Regions from separate parts of the Mus musculus genome. Here region 1 is linked to region 2. Evidence: chromatin contacts called from public Hi-C data. All regions are on one chromosome and are shown on one strand. Each heading gives the region's core, a stretch centred on a gene start, on an enhancer-like site or on the middle of the called end of the contact. The rest is flanking DNA. Distances are from core to core; before and after follow the strand shown. Region 1 holds the start of Lyrm9 (LYR motif containing 9). Region 2 has its middle 20 kb from the start of Ccnq.

Region 1 (6,120 bases), core at 323-2,822, 55 kb after region 2:
CTCTCCCTCAAGCTAAAAAATAAAAAAATTTCTTTTCTGTTCTTTCTCTTTTGTGCTGCCTAGCTGTCGACAAAGAGTTTTCGAGAAAGATAAATGTTGTGTCTCTGTAAAGACAGAAGTAACACAAGAGGCAGGAAGGTGGAGCCTTTCGGAGGTAGAGCTAACAGCTTGCTTCTTGAATATTTTATGACCTAGGTATTAGAATGAGGCTTCTGAAGCAGGAACACGGAGATCTAGGAACAAAAGAGGGGGACTGAGAGAACAGATTGAAATTTCTTAAAAATATGAAAGGATCTTAATGTTGTACGAGAGAGTGGATTGGTGTCCCAGCAGGTTGCTCCTAGTAAGGGCTCTAAAAGCGTAATGATTTATTGATTGGATCTGCACTAATGACATGCCGTGATTATGCATGGGTAAATAAAAAGGCTGATTTATGAGGGTGCATTCGGATCTTTCAGATACAGTTGGTCCAAGTCTACAGTTTGAAAATAAATGAAGGAAATTATCTGGGTATTCCAGGGGAAGAATCCTCCCACACAGATTTGAAGACGGGGTAGAGTGTTAGCTGAAGAGGAGGAAGGGGGTGCTTTGTGTGTGGGGGGGGTGCGGGAGGGAGACGGTGGCATTCTAGAGAGTTGAAGATGAATCAGAGAAAGGAAGTAGTTCTGTTAAGAAATAGCCCCTGCTTCCTAAGAGGAAGAAAAATAGACTTCCGAGTGCTGCTAAACAGCGATGTTTACTTTTAAAAAATGAAGAAAAAAGGCATTATAAGCAATTGTCTTGTTAAAGCAGCTACATGAGGAGCGTGTGTAAGGAAATCGGGCTTTTCATTATAGGTAGATTTTTTTTAAAGCCCCGAAGAGGAAAGATGAAGAGAAGCAATGTTATCCACCGGCGCCCTTGCTGCCTTTCAGACAGCGGCCCAGAGAAGCTAGAAGCCTCATTGAACAGGGCGTTTGTCTCATGAAAAAGACCTGTCTTTATTTCTTTCAGGATATAAAACTTGTGTTTAAATCAATTCAGAGAAGCATTCTGACTTTAAACATGCGCGAGTGGGGAGAACCCGTTTAATGAAACAGCATTATTTCATTTTCAAAAAATGATCCCGGCAGTAGCTGCAAGTTAAGATTCTTCATTCTCTCCCTCGATTATAATTATAGCAGAGTTGAAAGGAAGCGTGCCTATTACTGTCATATGTATTCTTCTGACAGGTGTTGTGGGACTGTAATTTGATCAAGTGACTCGAAATGAAGACTCCCTTCCAAACATAATTCCTGTCATCAACATAACAACAGGAAGGACACGTCCTTCAAGAAGACGTTTCACAGATCTTGAGCACCCCTAATATTCTCCATTCGTGGGAATATGAAGAAGAGCTTGCCATCAGAGTTTGTATCCAAGGTTGTAAGGGAGACAAGGAAAAGCGGGCCGTGGTTCCAGCCAACTGGGCGGGGTCGGATCAGGAAGCCCGCACCCAGTAGGACCCCGAGTCCCGCGGATGGCCGGCAGAGGGCGCTAGGGTACCAGGCGGGGGCGGGGCTGCGCTTGCTTCTGCCGCGCAGGCGCAATCGTGTCGCTCGCGGTGTCTCCAGTTGGCGTCCGCCGGGAAGGCGGGTGAGCCGCGCTGCGCGGGCCCTTGGGCGGGGACTCGGGGGGCGGCAGGGGCGGGCTGGGGATTACCGAGGCTGCCTGCAGGGCCGGGATATGTGGAAGCCCTGGGGGCGATCTGCGGGCTCTCCAGGCTTTCCCCTAGTGCCAGCGACACCTGTCGCAGCCATAGTTGCCGCGCCGCGGAGGAGCGTGGGAGGCCGGGATGCGGTGTCGGAGGACACGGGGAGCCAGGTCTCTGCCATGTGCTGCTGGCATCTGCACTCGGCTGGAGCAGCCTCCGTTCTATGGTTTTCAAAGAGGAGACGTGCTACTCTCACTCGGTCTGCAGGAACACCCTGTTACCAGGAGTATCTGGAATAATTTTGGTCTTTGCAATATGTAACCCTATCTGGCCTTGAACTCGTAATCCCCCTGCCCCAACTTCCCAGTAGTACTGTGATTCCCGGCCAGTGCTAAAGTGCACACGTTTAATAACATTTAGAATGTGCGCAGATGTGCATCTATGGCCACTGTTGATTTTAGAACATTTACCTTGAAAGAAAACCATCTACATTTGCTGGCAAAACCCCTCTCCAGTCTCGTCCTTTCTCTTTGCGCTAGGCAACCACTTAGCTGATTTCCATAGATTTTGTTAGTTCTGAACATTTCACAGAAATGGAATCAATCATATGCAGCCCCGGTTATTGGTTTCCTGCGTCTTTTATGCCTCATTCAAAGCACGCACGTGGTAGCATATGTAAGTGCTTCATTCGCTTTATTACAGAATAATTTTCCAATGTTTGCCTGGATCAGATTTTATCTCCCCATGTGCCCAGTGATGGCCCTTGGGACTCATTTGAAGTCCTTACTCTTACATACCTGTCTTCTGGGTATAAGGTGGGGGTGGGGGTGGGGGTGGGCCAAAGAAAGGGAAGGATAAAGTGTATATCCTTGGGTGGCACGTGGGATTTGGCCAGGAAGAAAGAGACTGATTAGCTTAGCTGCTAACTAGGAGCTAGGAACAGCTCCGTGGTAAAAAGGTTGCCAGGCATCGTCAAGCCCCAGGATTCATTTCCAGCATCCCCACCTCCCACAGGGATGGACCAAAAACTGGTTCTGAAGGGTGTGCCGGTGGGAATGTAGGGAGGCTGGCCTGACCTTGGCTGTGTGGGAGAGGGACGAGGGGAGGCAGGATTGCTGGAAGAACATAAATATGCCAGATGGAGCCCTAGGGTGGGCGGGGGCAGGGAGCTAACCATTCCTATTTTCAACTTTCTCCATCATGAAGATTAATTGCGTATTTAAAAAAAATGGCTGGTGCAGGCTTAATTTAGCTTTTATCAGTACTCAATTGGGCATAATTTCGGGTTATTTTCTGCAGTTCCATTATCTTTTTAAATGTATGACTCTTTTTCCAATTATTTTTAGGTGACCCGTGTTAGGACACAGGTTAGTGATAACGACAGTGAGCTTACCTGTGATTGGGTCTTTTCTTCTTAGCACCTGTGCCAGCATTGTCACCTGGCACCCAGGAAGTTCCCTTTATGCCCCCCGCCCCCACCAATAGGTCATGTTCTTTAAGCTTTATAAACTGGTTTTGTTTCAGTTTTTTTTTTAAAGATTTATTTATTATGTGTAAGTACACTGTAGTTGTCTTCAGACACACCAGAAGAGGGCATCCAGTCTTGGGACAGATGGTTGTGAGCCACCATGTGGTTGCTGGGATTTGAACTCAGGACCTCTGGAAGATCAGTCAGCGCTCTTAACTGCTGAGCCATCTCTCCAGCCCCTTGTTTAAGTTTTGAGACAGGCAGGATCTTGGATAGCCCAGGCTGACCTCGAGCTTATTATGTAGCCTAGACTGGACCTTGAACCCAGGCTTCCTGCTTCTACCTCCTGAGTGCTATTACGGGGATATGCCACTAGACCCATTCAGTTCTGTATGTGAGTGTAATGAGTGTGTGTGTGGTCACAAGTGGAGGTCAGAGGACAGCTTTTGGGAATTGGTTCTCTCCTGCCACCTTGTGGGATCCAAGAGTTTGAACTCAGATTGTAAGGCTGGAGTCTAAGGCATCCTATCTCTCTAAGATTTTGTTTTTTAAAGCATTCCTTTGTGTGTGTGTGTAATTGACATTAGCCTGATTTTCTTTTCCATCTGTATTTGAGAGGGTGCTACAGTGCCCTTGTATTTCTGAAAGGAGCAGAGACTTGTGGCTAAGTTGTGAATGAATAGTCTAGTTTAGTAAGCATATCATGACTGAATCTGGTCTTGCACAGGCCCAGGAGAGTTCTTTGTGGATGGAATCCCTACTTGTGCATTTTGTTTTAGTTCTGGGGATTTAATTCAGGGACTCACACGTGCTCTGGAGGTGCTCTTAACACTGGCTTACTTCCCTGTCCCAGCCTTAGCATTCTTAGGTATACCCATTTAGCAGATGTCAGGGATGCAAGTAAGATTGTGAGCTTCAGAATCAAATAGGCCTATGGTTAGTTCCCTGCCTGACTGTGCACAGCTATGTGGCCACTGACAAATCACAGCTTCTCTGAGCCTTGGTTTCCTTATCTATAAAATGGGGCTAACGATACCTTCTCCAGTATTGTGTTTAAAGCTGTCATAATGAACTAATTAGCCTCATTGTGAAAGGTTGATCAGATATGAATGACATCAGCTTTGCAGAAGATTCTGGATAAACAAGGTGTTGGTCTTCTTAGTGGTCCTGTACACTCAGATGCCAGGGGAGATGTTTCGTGGATGAGCTATGCTGAGGACAGTTCTCTCTGTCCTGGGGTGTGATTGTCTCTGGGCTTTCATTACATAGAGATGACTTGAATAACACTCAGGCATCCCAGAGATTGTGCGGCCGGCTGGGGCTCTTATTAGACAGTACGAGATGGGGACACGGACTTAATAATAGTCCATGCAGAAAGGTACTTTGAAGTGGATGCCAGGGTCAGCAGGGTCTGAACAGAGAATGCAGTCTGAGCTGCATTCCTTGAATTCTCAGGTCACAGGAGTTGACAGGGTCATTGTTCATGGCACTGGTCCGAGCACAATCAGTCTGCTGTCTCTCACACTCTTGGTGTGCTTGAGAGTCGGGGGAGGAAGCTCAGGGATGAGGGAGAGTAGGGAGGATGAGAAGCACAGAGTAGGGCAGGGTGGGGTGGGGAAGATGGTAATCACTCCTATGCTGGAAAGGGGATGACAGAGGGTCTGAGGGAGTCAGTCGGCTTTGTGCGATGGACTTGCTGGTGATCAGGACAGAACTCAGACTCTTCACATTTCTTGTGCTTTTTAGTTTGTCTCCCGCCCCCTCAGTTTCTTGAGACAGGGTTTCTCTGTGTAGCCCTGGCTGTTCTGGAACTGCTCTGTAGACCAGGCTGGTCTTGAACTCAGAAATCTGCCTGCCCCTGCCTCCCGAGTGCTGGGATTAAAGGCATGTACAACCACCACCCAGCACATATCTCCTCTTAATACTTGTACCCGCATCATATAAGGATAAGAGCAAACACTACATAGCTACAATATCATCGTGATTCCCGACACCATTAGAAGGTTCAGACCATCTGGACAGTGTCAGCTGCTGTGAAGCTATGGAAAGGTTTTGGTTGAGGGGTTGATAAAGCACTACAACACCTCCCTCAGAGAAGGCTGCCGGGCCTTCCCTTAGTCCAGCTGAGAGCCTGATCAGGCTAGAGTGAGACGGGGTGACATGGCCTTTCTGAGGTCACCACAGTTCCTCCTGTGCGTTTGAGCTACTTCCTGTCTACCTGCTCTGCCTGTGCCTGTGTCAGTCTTACACTTAGCGAGCACCAGGAAACGTAGGTCTGGCGATGTGGAGAGATTTAATCAGTCCTGGGGGCAGGCAGGAGTGGTACGTGGCCTCAGTTCCCGCTACTGTCTCTACTGTTTGGAGGATGTTAGATGTTTACAAGTGACTGTTTTGGGGCTAGAATGAACAGGCTGAGCCTTTCCTACACAGGAGTTCTCTCGAAGCCCTTTGAACTGGGACCGTGACTCTTTCCTGGCAACTTTCTGTCTTAGGGTTAGAGTCAGGACATTTTTGGCTTTGTAGGGTTTGGACTTGCCAGCTCACAGAATTACAGGACAAATTCCTTGTCACATACACACACACACACACACACACACCAGACACACACATTTATCCCCTTCACACACACACTCATATACCCCACATGTACACCCATGCATACACTCACATACCCCACACTGACAGACACACACACTCTACACATACACACATACCTCACACCGACACACACACTGAGGCTCCTGACTAATATATCTGTCCCATGTCAAGCCTTCTGTCACCTGTCACAGGCTAGAGACCATCCCTAGACACAGCTGCCACAGACTGTCCCACTCAGCTAGAGGGGTAGGTGATGTAGACACAGGACTCCCTGGGCCATGGAGAGGGACCTGGGTGTTTTGTAGGCCGTCACCTTTCCTGCTCAGTGCCACGGGCACCGTTTCTGCCAGTCCCTCATTTTGATTGCAACTCTATTTGCTCG
Region 2 (6,275 bases), core at 1,832-4,331:
CAGCTTTAATATTCAGAACTCTTGTTACTACTCCAGGCCTGTTCACACAGCGGTGGTTAGGAAAAGAGTTCCCATCAATCAGTCCCCATGCAAGGCTTCACCTCCATCCAATAGGCTTTGCAAAAACAGTGCTGGAGTAGGGAGCTGCTGGCAGTCTCACTGACCCCAGGGCTCCTGCTTGCGTCTGTGTTCTCCTGCACTGTGAACACAGCAGGGGCTGTTTAAATTGTTGGCAGTCTACAGAGAGGGGCTTCCTGCTTAGATTCAGAGCTCAATGCAGATGCCCTACTTATTCTGTCCTGTGACCCAGACTCTGCTCTGAAGTAAAACATTCCTCCCTTGCTGCAAATGAGCTGAAATCAGAGAAACCCGGGGTCAAATTGGCTTAGATAAGTTGGTCCATTATTTTTCACGACTACACACACACGTGTGTCTGTTTTATTATTGCAATGCTGGGTATCAAAACCAAGACTTGCAGATGGTAGGCAGGCAACCTACCACTGAACTACACTCCCAGTTGGTAGTAGTTTTCACAACTGAAGTTCATGAGCTTCAAGTTCTTAATAAACAAATTAGTTATTTCTTTTGTGAGGGCCATGCCATAGTATTCATAGGGGGGGCTAGAGAAGAATTCATGGGAATACTTCTCTCTTTCTAGCACGTAGGGCCTGGGGATCAAGCTTGGGTTGGCCGGCTTACCGTATTGCCCATCCTCCGGAAAGATTTCCAGAGAACATTATGCTGAATTGGATCTTAGAGAACGAACAGGATTTAGCCAGGAGAAAGAATGGGAAATTGTTCTAGAATGCTGGGAATGTTGCAAAGGCGAGAGATTTGAAGGAACAGGCAGGGTGTGTATGTTCTAGGAGTTTCATATTTGTCAAGAGAGAAAGAGTGACAAGAAATGGGAGTTGGTGACCTGGGGCACTGACATGAAGTCCCTGTTGGCGTTCGATTTTTTTTTTTTTTTTTTTACCTAGGTGCATGATGCATGCTTGTAATCCTAGGAATCTGGAGGCTGAGGCTGGAGGATTATGAGCTTCAGGCCAGTCGGAGCTGTATAGTTAACGCCTGTCTCAAAAAAAGAAAAAAGAAAAAAAAAGCACGGCCTGGACGGAATATGATGGGGCACACTCGTGATCACCTAGAGGTGCTCACCAGTTACTTAGTGAGTTCGAGGCCAGCCTGAGCCAAATGGACTAACAGGAATAAGACTGCTCCTTCCTGCTTTCTCTTGTGTTCTTGCCTCCCCTCCCCACACTCACACACACTAGGGGGTACGTCAGACTTCCAGGCATTGGGTTCCCCTGAAAGCTTAGAGCTTCCCCACTTTCCCCCAAGAAACATGAAGCTGGAGCTGAAGGCTCCAAGCTCTTGGCAGAAACAAGACGTGATGAAAAGTGAACAGCTTACAGTGTCATTTTTGATTAATCGCTCCAAAGATTGTCTCACACACACACACACACACACACACACAAATGGAAGATTTGCAGAAAAATCAGTTGTATTGTAAATAGGGTCTTTTAAATAAATGTGAGGGAAGCCTGGTTTTACACACACCTTTAATCTCAACATTTGGGAGGCAGAGGCAGGTGGATCTCTGAGTTCAAGGCCGGCCTGGTCTACAGCATGAATTCCAGGACAGCCCAGGGTTACACAGAGAAACCCTGTCTTGAGAAAAATAAACAAAACAAAAAACAAACACAAAACAAAACCAAAAAAGGTGTTAGTGGGGCGTGGCACTCAGTACCCGACAAGAAGGTGCTGAAGACCTTTCTGTGGTTTCATGACAGAGTAAATAATCCAGGCAGTCAGAGCCTGGAACCTCGACCTGGGGAGATAGATGACTCGCTGTTTTGCCCTCTGGTTACTGCGCAGGACCCTGTGCCCCTGTGCTATTTATTGTACAGTATCTATAGCATCACCAGTCAAGGCTGGAAATTGTTTGCTAGGGGAAACTCTTCCAGGATGGGTGAAGACCAGAAAGACAGGCAGTCACCGATGCCAGTGTTTGCCACTCAATCATACAAAACAGGGCTCATTCCTAGAGACTGTTTCTCCACCCCCTTCCAGTGTGGCTTTTTTCATGTGTTCTTGTCTCCTCTCCCATATAACCAGGTATCTAGCAGCAAAGTCTACTCACAATGCAAGCCACTCAGCAACATCTAATACCGGCCATTGTTAATTAGCTTATGTATGAATTTGTTCCTGCTGATGGGTTTTTGTTTTATTTTGTGGTGGTAGAGGAGGAATTAAACAATTGGGCTTTTGTGTTTGTTTATTTCTTTGAGATCGGGTTTTTCTATGAAGCCCTGGCTTGACCTGGAACTCACTATGTAGACCAAACTGACCTAGAACTCACATAGACCCGCCTGCCTCTGCCTCCTGAAATGCTGGGATTAAAGGCGTGACTACCATGCCTGGCAACAATTGGGGTTTTACATGTTTTTAATGTTTACTTCTTTTGTATGTATAAGTGCTCCTGCCACGTTGTGATCGGAGAATGGCTATGGGACTTCTACTTTCCTTCCTCTGTGTGGGACTGGGAGTAGAACTCAGGTCTCCAGGGTTGGTAGTAAGTACCCTTATCCACTGTAAAGCCTGTTTAGTTTTGAGATGCCCTTGCTGTAAAACTTTGGTGGGCCTGGAATTCTGTATGTAGCCCAGGCTGGTCTGCCTCCGGAGCACTGGGATTACAGGGATGGGTCCTCATCTCTATTATTTTAGACACAAGCGTGCACACACATACGCTGTTAATCATGGACGACATTAGTCCAGGTCCTTTAGCAGAAAGATGTCCAGCCTGAGTGAATATACATCATAAGACATTACAAGGCTTTCTTACTTCACAGGTCTCTCCACCCTGACTTGACCCAGTCTGAGCCTCTTACATTTCTTCCTGGTTTTTATTCATCTCTCACTTGGGGCTTTGTGTTGGACAAAATGTACCAGTTAGGCTGGCTCTGTTTTCGGCGATGACAGGCAAAGGCTGGTGCCTCTCACATGACTTTGGCTGTTGGGGGATGGAGGCGGTGGTGGCTGCTGCTGCTTTAGGTGTCACCTGGGTGGGTGCAGTGGTGTTGAGACAGGTGGATTCTTTCACACGCCATGCGCTTGTGAAGGCGGTTCGTGCCGAAGTGTTTGCTTCATTGCCTTGCAAGCTGTCAGTTGCCTTCTCCCTGCAAAGCTGATTCCCCAGCAGGGATCCTGCTAAACACTGCCTTGGGTGCCTCCCTTCCAACCAAGCCTGTCTCAGATGGCTCTCACTCTCCAGTTCAGAGTCTCTTGTCTAGCCGGAAGCAGGCAGGCAGGCTGCTGTGGCTTCTCTGATAGTCAGGGAGACAGGAAGTGCCTGAAGGCAGAAGATCAACAGTTAGGACAGGAGCTGGCTCTCCGGATCAGAAGGGTAACCAGAGGGTGCCTCCAGGAAACTTTTCTTCATGGTCCCAGGCCACATGTGCTTGCAGCCCTCGTGGGACCACCTATGCCATAGGACCTATGGTGTGGGTGGCTAAAGGGGAGGCTGGTAATCTGAGGAGCATGGGGATGCCAAAGAGTATTCTCAAAGTCTGTTCCATAAACCATTGCTGCCACTGGACCTGCAAAGGCCTGTGTCTCAGGGTGAGCAGCCCCAGCAAGCTCACCTGTCGTCTTGCTTTGTTCAGGTTTGTAAAAGAGTCTGGGATTAAATAAACCAGGAAAACACTAAGTTAATAAAGGGAGACTATTTCTATAGTGACAGATCTCAAATCCATACTTTACTGGAGAACACTGTAAATCCTTAGACAGGTATCCAACCTATTGACATTGAGACCTTGTAGTGTCTTCAGTCTTGGTGGCAAAGCACCATTCCCTCACTGGGCCATCTCGAAGGGCTTCTGGGTTGGGATTCTGAGACTTCAGAGTTAGATGAGCTATTCCCTGAGGGCAGTGGACACAACACAAGGAGGGGGTGGCATTATGGGAAAGTCCTAAGGCTAGGGAAGAGGCTCAAGTATTCCTCTGTCTGTATGAATGAATACATTCTACTCTGCTTCCAGAGACCAAAGAGGCTGCTACACTTGAGGGGTAGAACTGAGCTAGGAGCTCAGGGCCTGGGGACCTAACTCTTGGGTTGAAGGTCAATGGCACAAGTTTTGGTGCCAGGTGAGGCTCCCAGCATCCCTGTTTGAACCTGAAAGTGGATGACTGTCTCTACGTGGCAAGAAGGGATCAACTGGTCTCCTCTTAGATAGGCTGGGGACAAGTACTTCCCGCATAAACAGAAGTCCATACACACTCACCTTCCCACCCACCCCTATGAACTTACTAAAAAGGGGTGACTTAGAAGTGAATTCTTTAAAAAAGCAAAGTTCCAGGAGGAAGCAGAATGTAATCTATGGAAATACACATGAGTGGACTACAGTGAGAAACAAGGAAAGGATCTGCCCGCTCCACCCCCATTCAATGAGGCAGAGATTAATCCCCTGAAATCAAGTGCGTAAATTATACATGGATGGGAACTGGCTAGGGGAATGAGGTGTCTGATAGGGTGCTGATGGAGATGAAAATGAGGCTTGAGAGATCAATTCTGCTCTTGAACCAGCTCCAAGTCCCACTGAAGGCCCTGGCAGAAACACCCTGACTTACCTCACTGGAGCATAGCCGCCAAGCCCTTCAGACACACGCCTTCTAAAGTAATTGCTAATGTTTTGAATGATATTTCTGTGTGTCACTGGGAATAATGAAAAGGCAGTAAAAGTCTGAAGGCCCATATTTTTGCCTTTGAATGGCTGATTGTAAATCAACTCCTGAAAGACAGATAAGAAGTTTTATGGTATGGCTTGTTGCCTGCCGAGGTAAGAGACAGGTGCGGACAAGTCTGGGACAACTGTCACTGGCAATGTGGCCAGTCCTTTATGTCCCTCAGCCTGTCCCTTAGCCAACCTGAACTTACTGATCTTGTAGTTGTCTGCCCACTTAAAACTTAGCTGTTCATTCTGTGAACTGCACACTTGCTGTGTGACACATGCTGTGCTGTATATATATATATATGTATATATATATATATATATATATATATATATATATATACACACATATGTACATATATACATATATATGCATATGTATATATACACATGTGTACATATATACATATGTATATATATACAACATATGCATATACAACACACACTGTGCTGTATATATACACATATGTATATGTGTGTGTATATATATATTTATGTACATATATATGCACTCAATAACTATTAGAGATACAGAGATGAATATATACCAAGAACTTCTGAGTGAGAGGAACACAGCAGATAAACTGCAGTGCCTGGCCACCCAGGCAGTGTTTAACCAATACAGGTCAGAAGGCTCAACGGAAAACTGACAAAAAGGATTACTCCTTAGCGTTGTCGGTCTGGCTGGAGCCTCTCGATACACACTACGAGCATCTTTAAGATGTCCTCCACTGAGAAAGATGCAGGAGATGAGCTTCAACTGAAGGCTGAAGCCACGGATGCAAAATGGGCCAGGGAGAGAAGGATGACTCAGGTAGCTCCTAGGTCAGAGGCCTTGGTCCTCCAGGCATTTCCCAGAGCCTGGCTCATAGACGGTGCTCCACACACTCTAACAGAGGAATCCACAAACAGTGCGTGATCTGGTGTGACTTCAGGATAGACAAGACTGTACTGTCAAGTTCAGGTTCCTGTAAAAGGCTGGTGGGGGAAGGATGTGACCCTTCCCTGCCTAGCATGCGGAGAGGGTTGCACTCACTTGAACTGAATGGCTCACATATTGTGGTCTTTGTTGTTTTGTGTTTTTAATTGTGAGGGGTGTGCTGGGGTGTGTGTGTGTGTGTGTGTGTGCATGCGTGTTGGTTGTTAGTCCTCACTTCCCACTTCGTTTGACAGGGTCTCTTGTTAGACACTGTATATGCTGGGCTAGCTGGCCCATGAACATCTAGGAATTCTACTGTCTCTGCCTCCCATCTCAGTGTAAGGACACTGGGATTACAGATACAGCTTTACATGGATTCTGGTCTTCATGCTCCTGCGGCAAGTGCTTTATCTACTGATCAATCTCCCCAGATCACTCTTCTAAAACAGTATGATTGAGTGGGATGTAGCTCAGTCGGTAGAGTGCCCACCTAGCATGCACAAGGTCTTGGCTACTATACTATCCCCTGCACAGCACAAAACCAAGCTTGGCGGCATGCGCCTGTTATCCCAGCACTTGGAAGATAAAGAGAGGAGGGTCAAAAGTTCAAAGTCACCCTTGGCTAC

What was found. A called contact is a pair of places that touch in the nucleus more often than the background predicts.
Region 1: a Hi-C map of pre-megakaryocyte-erythroid progenitors shows a contact between it and region 2, with 2.0 times the contacts expected there. The contact joins the promoter of Lyrm9 here to the enhancer-like site in region 2. A contact is called at or near these places in 5 of 39 promoter capture datasets (the 3T3-L1 cell line, the C10 cell line, the HPC-7 cell line and 2 more), 2 of 15 datasets of contacts at CTCF or cohesin (embryonic stem cells and pro-B cells), 41 of 484 Hi-C or Micro-C datasets (the 63-12 cell line, 8-cell embryo, the C10 cell line and 27 more), 12 of 115 datasets of contacts at active chromatin or transcription factors (the HPC-7 cell line, the SCID.adh cell line, bone marrow-derived dendritic cells and 5 more) and 2 of 9 other capture datasets (adipose tissue and pancreatic islet).

Annotation. Positions count from the first base shown.
Region 1 is chr11:78,825,023-78,831,142 of GRCm38.p6, forward strand. Lyrm9 (LYR motif containing 9) reads left to right here and starts at 1,573. Exons shown (of 4, transcript NM_001076681.2): 1 at 1,573-1,614.
Region 2 is chr11:78,768,795-78,775,069 of GRCm38.p6, forward strand. No RefSeq gene overlaps it. Among named protein-coding and RNA genes, the nearest start is that of Ccnq, 20 kb to the left of the region's middle. Within about 2 kb of position 3,082, at least 77 of the 459 cell types and tissues checked have an H3K27ac peak or open chromatin away from gene starts, as enhancers often do. A contact at or near this core is called in 8-cell embryo, CD8 T cells, CD8 central memory T cells and 14 more, where this site is marked.